Regions from separate parts of the Zea mays genome. Here region 1 is linked to region 2. A link is a contact called in public Hi-C data. All regions are on one chromosome and are shown on one strand. The core of a region is the stretch at or near the end of the contact, and the rest is flanking DNA. Distances in the headings are between cores, read along the strand shown. Region 1 holds the start of LOC541960 (liguleless 4). Region 2 has its middle 14 kb from the start of LOC100192799.

The links. A called contact is a pair of places that touch in the nucleus more often than the background predicts.
Region 1: a Hi-C map of leaf shows a contact between it and region 2, with 4 times the contacts expected there. The contact joins the promoter of LOC541960 here to the enhancer-like site in region 2. A contact is called at or near these places in 14 of 25 Hi-C or Micro-C datasets (bundle sheath, ear, leaf and 4 more) and 1 of 3 datasets of contacts at active chromatin or transcription factors (leaf).

What each region holds. Positions count from the first base shown.
Region 1 is chr8:134,448,183-134,450,882 of Zm-B73-REFERENCE-NAM-5.0, forward strand. It overlaps LOC541960 (liguleless 4), which reads left to right and starts at 1,431. Exons shown (of 5, transcript NM_001371616.1): 1 at 1,431-2,175; 2 at 2,306-2,419; 3 at 2,509-2,638. The coding sequence starts at 1,951.
Region 2 is chr8:134,334,926-134,337,695 of Zm-B73-REFERENCE-NAM-5.0, forward strand. No RefSeq gene overlaps it. Among protein-coding and RNA genes, the nearest start is that of LOC100192799, 14 kb to the left of the region's middle. Within about 2 kb of position 1,451, at least 13 of the 20 cell types and tissues checked have an H3K27ac peak or open chromatin away from gene starts, as enhancers often do. A contact at or near this core is called in bundle sheath, ear, leaf and 1 more, where this site is marked.

The DNA.
Region 1 (2,700 bases), core at 181-2,680, 110 kb after region 2:
CCCTAACATAGAAGAGCATGTAGAGGGAAACAATGCATCTTTGGTGGAGGGGGAGAAACCACTATGGTTGAGTGTAACAGTTATAAGAGTGAAATATAGGGAAATCTAACCTCTCCAAAATTTGAAGGAAGAGACTCCTCCGTATGCAGTACCTTCAACGAAAGTAAAGAAAAGGGTAGAGCATGGGTCGTTAACTTAGTCTTGTATCAGTCAGTTGTGGGAGACTTCACAATCCCAATCAATGTAGCTTCCCTGTTGTGTCCTTTGCCTCCTTCTCGTTGAAGACCCAGAGGCAACCTCCATCTCCTATCCATCATAGTTTGATGTAGCATATCGAGTACTTCATCTTCGATCATCTCAATGTAGGATCCCGAGGAAGACATGATGACAGTGGTTTGATAAACTGAAAGGAGAGTGAGAGGAGTGAAACAAGATATGATAAGAGCAGATTAAAGAATAAGGGGTGTAAATGGACCAAAACACTATGCTCTATTTACGAATTCTAGTTTTTTCAGTTTTTAGACTTTAAAATACTGTGAATCAATCAGAACGTGGCACATGGTTAAAGGTGGTTGATATTAACCGTTTCTCCAATGCGATCGACGCAGATCGATCTAACTTTAATGTGATTGATAACAATGAGTTGGTAGGTCTACTAATCAATATTAAAGTCGGATCAGTCATTACCGACATCCGTCTAACCCACGTCTTTGGTCTAAGTCGGCTGACGCTGAAACACGTCTTAGGGTCTATTTAGTTGAGTTGTAGATAAATAAAAATCTTAGTCGAGCTATGAGTTGTGAGAAAACTGTTGTGACCTGATGATTGTGAAAAAACTCAAATTTGTTTGGTGAAATAACCGTCGACTATAAATTTTATAAGACATGATACCTTGTAACATGGATGATAAAAATCTAGACAATCTTGGATAGGAGATGATTCTGAATTGGACTAGAGAATTATATAGATTTTGAAGAATCTATTCTACTATTGTACTCGTTTGGTTTGGATTCTAAAATTTTGGCGGCAAATCTGGTTCAAGAAGATGAACCAAACACAACCTCATAACGCGTGAAAATTCTGTTTTCTATTCGACCAGCTCTTAAAGAACATTGAAATATGATAATGTCTAGCATAGCGAGGGCATCTTTAGAAGTATGATCCATTCATCAAGGTCTCCCATGCAAAAAGAACGACACCCCTTCTCCCTCGTCTCACACTAGCACTTCATTGCATAAAAAATCAAGGAAAATAAAACGTTAAGGACTGATTTAGTGACTATGGATCACGAAACTATCTCTTTATCACCAAATCAATCCTAATAAAAAAACTACGACCGTATAAAGAGTCCCAACAAACCATCCATGCACATTTTTTATAACTTTTTTGTCCCAAAGAAAAACCACCCACTTTCACATCCCTAGCTATTCCTTCCCTCTTTCCCGATCTCACTGGCAGGCACTGCCTCCATCATCCTCCCAGAGAGAGACTGAGAGAGAGAGAGCGCAGCCGAGGCAGTTCGCCCGCATGTATCCCGCTGCTGCAGAGATCACGCCCAGCTTCTGCGCCTGCAGCTCCAGCAGTAGCAGCACAAGGGGCTGCAGTGGAAACGGCCGCTGCTAGTTCCCGTTCTCCCCATGATCTCTGCCCTTTCCCCTACTTTTTCTTGTTCTTGCTTGCCCCTTTTCCTTCTGCGCTAGCTGCCGCTTCTTCGCCTTCCTGGAGCTTCCCGCATCCACACATACCTCTAAAGAACCAGACAAATAAACGACACAGAACCGTCGGAGTCGTCTTCTACTACTGTCTCCATTATATGGGTTTGTTGTGCACAGGTGCGCGTAGATAGGTAGAACCGTAGAAGGCAGATTATCGCTCGAGGCAGCAGCTTGGTTGCTGGGGCACGCGATCGAGCTCCAGGCAAGAAGATTATTGCAGGAAGGCGCGGCAGGCATGGAGGATCTGTACAGCATCCACCCGGGGATCTCACGCGCCGGGGGCGCCGCCACGGCGGCCAGCGAGGTGTCCGGGGTCGCCGGCGGACCAGGCTCGCCCCCTCCCCCGCCGTCGCAGCCCCCTCCGCCGCCGCCGGCGGATCTGACGGAGCTGGTCAAGGCGCAGATCGCCGGGCACCCGCGCTACCCTTCCCTCCTCTCCGCCTACATCGAGTGCCGCAAGGTACCTCGCCGTCGCATCATGCGGCCGGCTAGCTAGCTAGCTCGCTCGATCGCCGAGATTAGTTGCGGAAAGATTGCGCCTTGACGACGCGCTCGCCCGCATGGTTTGGTTTCTTGATTTGGCGTGGCAGGTGGGCGCGCCGCCGGAGGTGGCCACGCTGCTGGAGGAGATCGGCCGGGAGAGGTGCGCCGCCGCCTCTGCCGGCGGGGAGGTCGGCCTAGACCCCGAGCTCGACGAGTTCATGGTACGCACGCCACGGCCCCGCACGCACTAAACCCGTTCTGATTCTTGCGTCGTTATTACATGTGACCGTGGCGACGGCGCGGCGCACAGGAGGCGTACTGCCGGGTGCTGGAGCGGTATAAGGAGGAGCTGTCGCGGCCATTCGACGAGGCAGCGTCCTTCCTCAGCAGCGTCCGGACGCAGCTCAGCTCCCTCTGCGGCGCCGCCGCCTCGCTCTCAGGTAACTACCTTCCTCCGCTCACATGCGTGCATCTCTCCGGCCGGCTCCTCCATCCACAGGTG
Region 2 (2,770 bases), core at 201-2,700:
AAATCAGGCGGCTTTGCTAATATATACACAGAATGACAGGACTCATCCACAGCAACTGGCAAGAAACTAACCTGTTTTTTCTCCAAGAATTCAGGAACCTTATCTTGTTCTGTCTCTCTTTTGTTTTTTCTTTTTGGCCTAGGAGGATTGGAGCCGTATTACTACGCGCCAGTGTTGTCTTATATTTGTCGGTTGCAGCAATGAAATGAGGCATGAGTTATAAACAAGAGAAAGAGAGAGATGGAACTTTCAGCTGCACTGGTCTCCAAACAAATTAAGGCAGAAAGGTGAGGTTGATCTGAGATGGTAGATTGTTGAATGACATGACTGGCTGGTTGGTTGCCATGATAAGTCTGCATTTATACTGGATTTTTATCTTGCACCGCCGTGGACGGTGCCGGTGGAGTATGTTCATCTGATGCGGGACCTCCATTCGATCCTGAAAAAATCCATCTTTGATGATGCTGTCTGGAGATGCGAAGGCTCGTTGTGATTTGACCTCTTGAAAGGAACGTGAGAACGCGCCGCAAATATAGGTTTTTTTTGCAGCCGAGCCGAGAGTACGTGTTCATCGTTGCTGGAAAGTCGAAAAATGAAGACAACGGAGGTCTCAATTTCGTTTTCTTTTTCTATTTTCCTCTTTTTAAACTTTAATTTATAAATAGTGTCCCGAACCCTATTTTACGGGATACAGTATTAAAAAGTTGTGGGCGTGTTGTTATCAAGATGAGCAAAACATAGGGCGTGGCGTCGGTTAGGCCCTCGTCTTGTAGACTTGACAGACAGTGGATGTCACTGTCTTGAAGATATGTCTCGAGAGAGAGAGAGAGAGAAAAAAAAAAAGGTAGGGCCTGTGACCAATAATGCATTGTTGAGATGTCTTTCCTTGACCTCTGTCGAGATAAGCTTTTTCTCCATCTTAAAAAAAAGATATGCATATATATAATAAATACACTTGTAGATCTACTGAGTAGAGACAGCTAACCATGGTACTGCATATATTATCTTTCAAGAAATTAATGGCATTATTTATCAAAGCAAATCATTAGACGTTAGCTGCTGAATCAATACAATTATATACAAGCTTAGGTTAACCTAGGCGACAAAAAGAGAGTGAGAGAGAGAGAGATTATAAAACATATTTACTGTTGCATTATTGTTTTTTAGTTATTGATTGAAGTGTAATCATGCTGAGTGACCCATGATTGACAAAAACAAGAGGAAACATATATAGTCAAAGAGGCTATCTTATATACTTGTAACACACAGCCATGCATAAAGCATGTTTGCACGAGAGACCTCTCGAAATACCTGATGGAAAAGCTAAGGTTGAAGCATCAAGTAAACAAATCTTGGTTTGGTTTTGGTTGGAGGTTCCAAGGAAGGAAGGAGGCAGTTTGTGGTCCTGGTGGGAAACCGTTTGTGGTCCTCCTGGCTCGCCAACAGTCCTACTCTACTCTATTTATGATCCCATCAATCATCCAGACATTGCCACACCTGGATCCTTTCACTAGTCCAGGCCGGAGACTGTTTCAGAATTCCAGTATATATAATCCCTCCTCCTCGTCATCAGCACAGCACTGCACGGCTTTGTATGTGTGTGTTGTGCCATTTGGAACCTGGAATTTGGAATTAGCATAGCATCGGTTTGGTCACCAGAGAGATACTACAACGAACATACTTGTTGGGGACTTTTCCTTAAATGCTATGAATTAAGAAAAGGCAACACGAAAATTGTTAAACGTTAAAGTTCTTTATCCTTCGAAGCATTACCTCTCTCGAGATATAATGAGTCTTGGACGAAGGTTATAAAGGACATGCCTTCATCAATACAACAAATAATAAAGAAGGATTCATGCAAAGTATGAATACTCAAATATTATCATTAAAACTCATTTCTATTTTATTATTATGGAAAAATAGAAATGATAACAAATTACAAATGTACCTTCGGCTTAAAAGAAGGCAAAAGTACAAGCGTGACGCAAAAGCAAATGCCAAGTCAGCGTGAACAGTACGTGAGCACTGTTCATCTATTTATAGGCACGGGATGCAGCCCATGTAAAATTACACCCATACCCTTTACATTTGCTAATAATTCTATAATAGTCCATCAGGGTCTAAATAGCCTTTTCCCTTTTAAGTCGGTTCCCTTTTCTGTTATCACGCCGAAGCTCCCCTGCGCATAGCTTCGGCTCTGCGCCATCCTTCGTATCCTTTGTGCTTCTTCACACTGTAGTTTTGACCTAAGTCCGAAGGTACCTGTTTATGTATCATACTCCAGAAACATTGTTAAATCATATTTTTGAGGACCTTCGGAAGCCGAAGGCCCCCAACAGTAGCCCCTCGCAATATTAATTTGTTAGAATGATAAATTCAGATTGCGATATGGACGAAGGCCTTAAGCCGAAGGTCCGAAAAAACACCTTCCCTTTGCTAGAATAGCATCAGTCAATGACAAGCGGGGCCCTCCCACTTGCAACGCACTGGGCGTATAAATAAGAGCACACCGCGAGCATATCTGGCACGCTTTCTTGCCATCTGCTCTTGCTTACTCAACTTTTAGCTCTTTTGCGCACCAACACTTGTTTGGTTTTTTAGGTTTTTTAAGCTTCGGCTTTGAGAGCAGTTTTTTAACATTTTCGAAGATGTCTAAAGATAAAAAAGCTATTGCTGAAACGAAGCTGAGCCTTTCTGAGGAGAAGAATCTTGGCTTTCTTGAGTCAATAGCAAAGACGAATACGAAGAAGATTACAAGGGAGATTTTAGA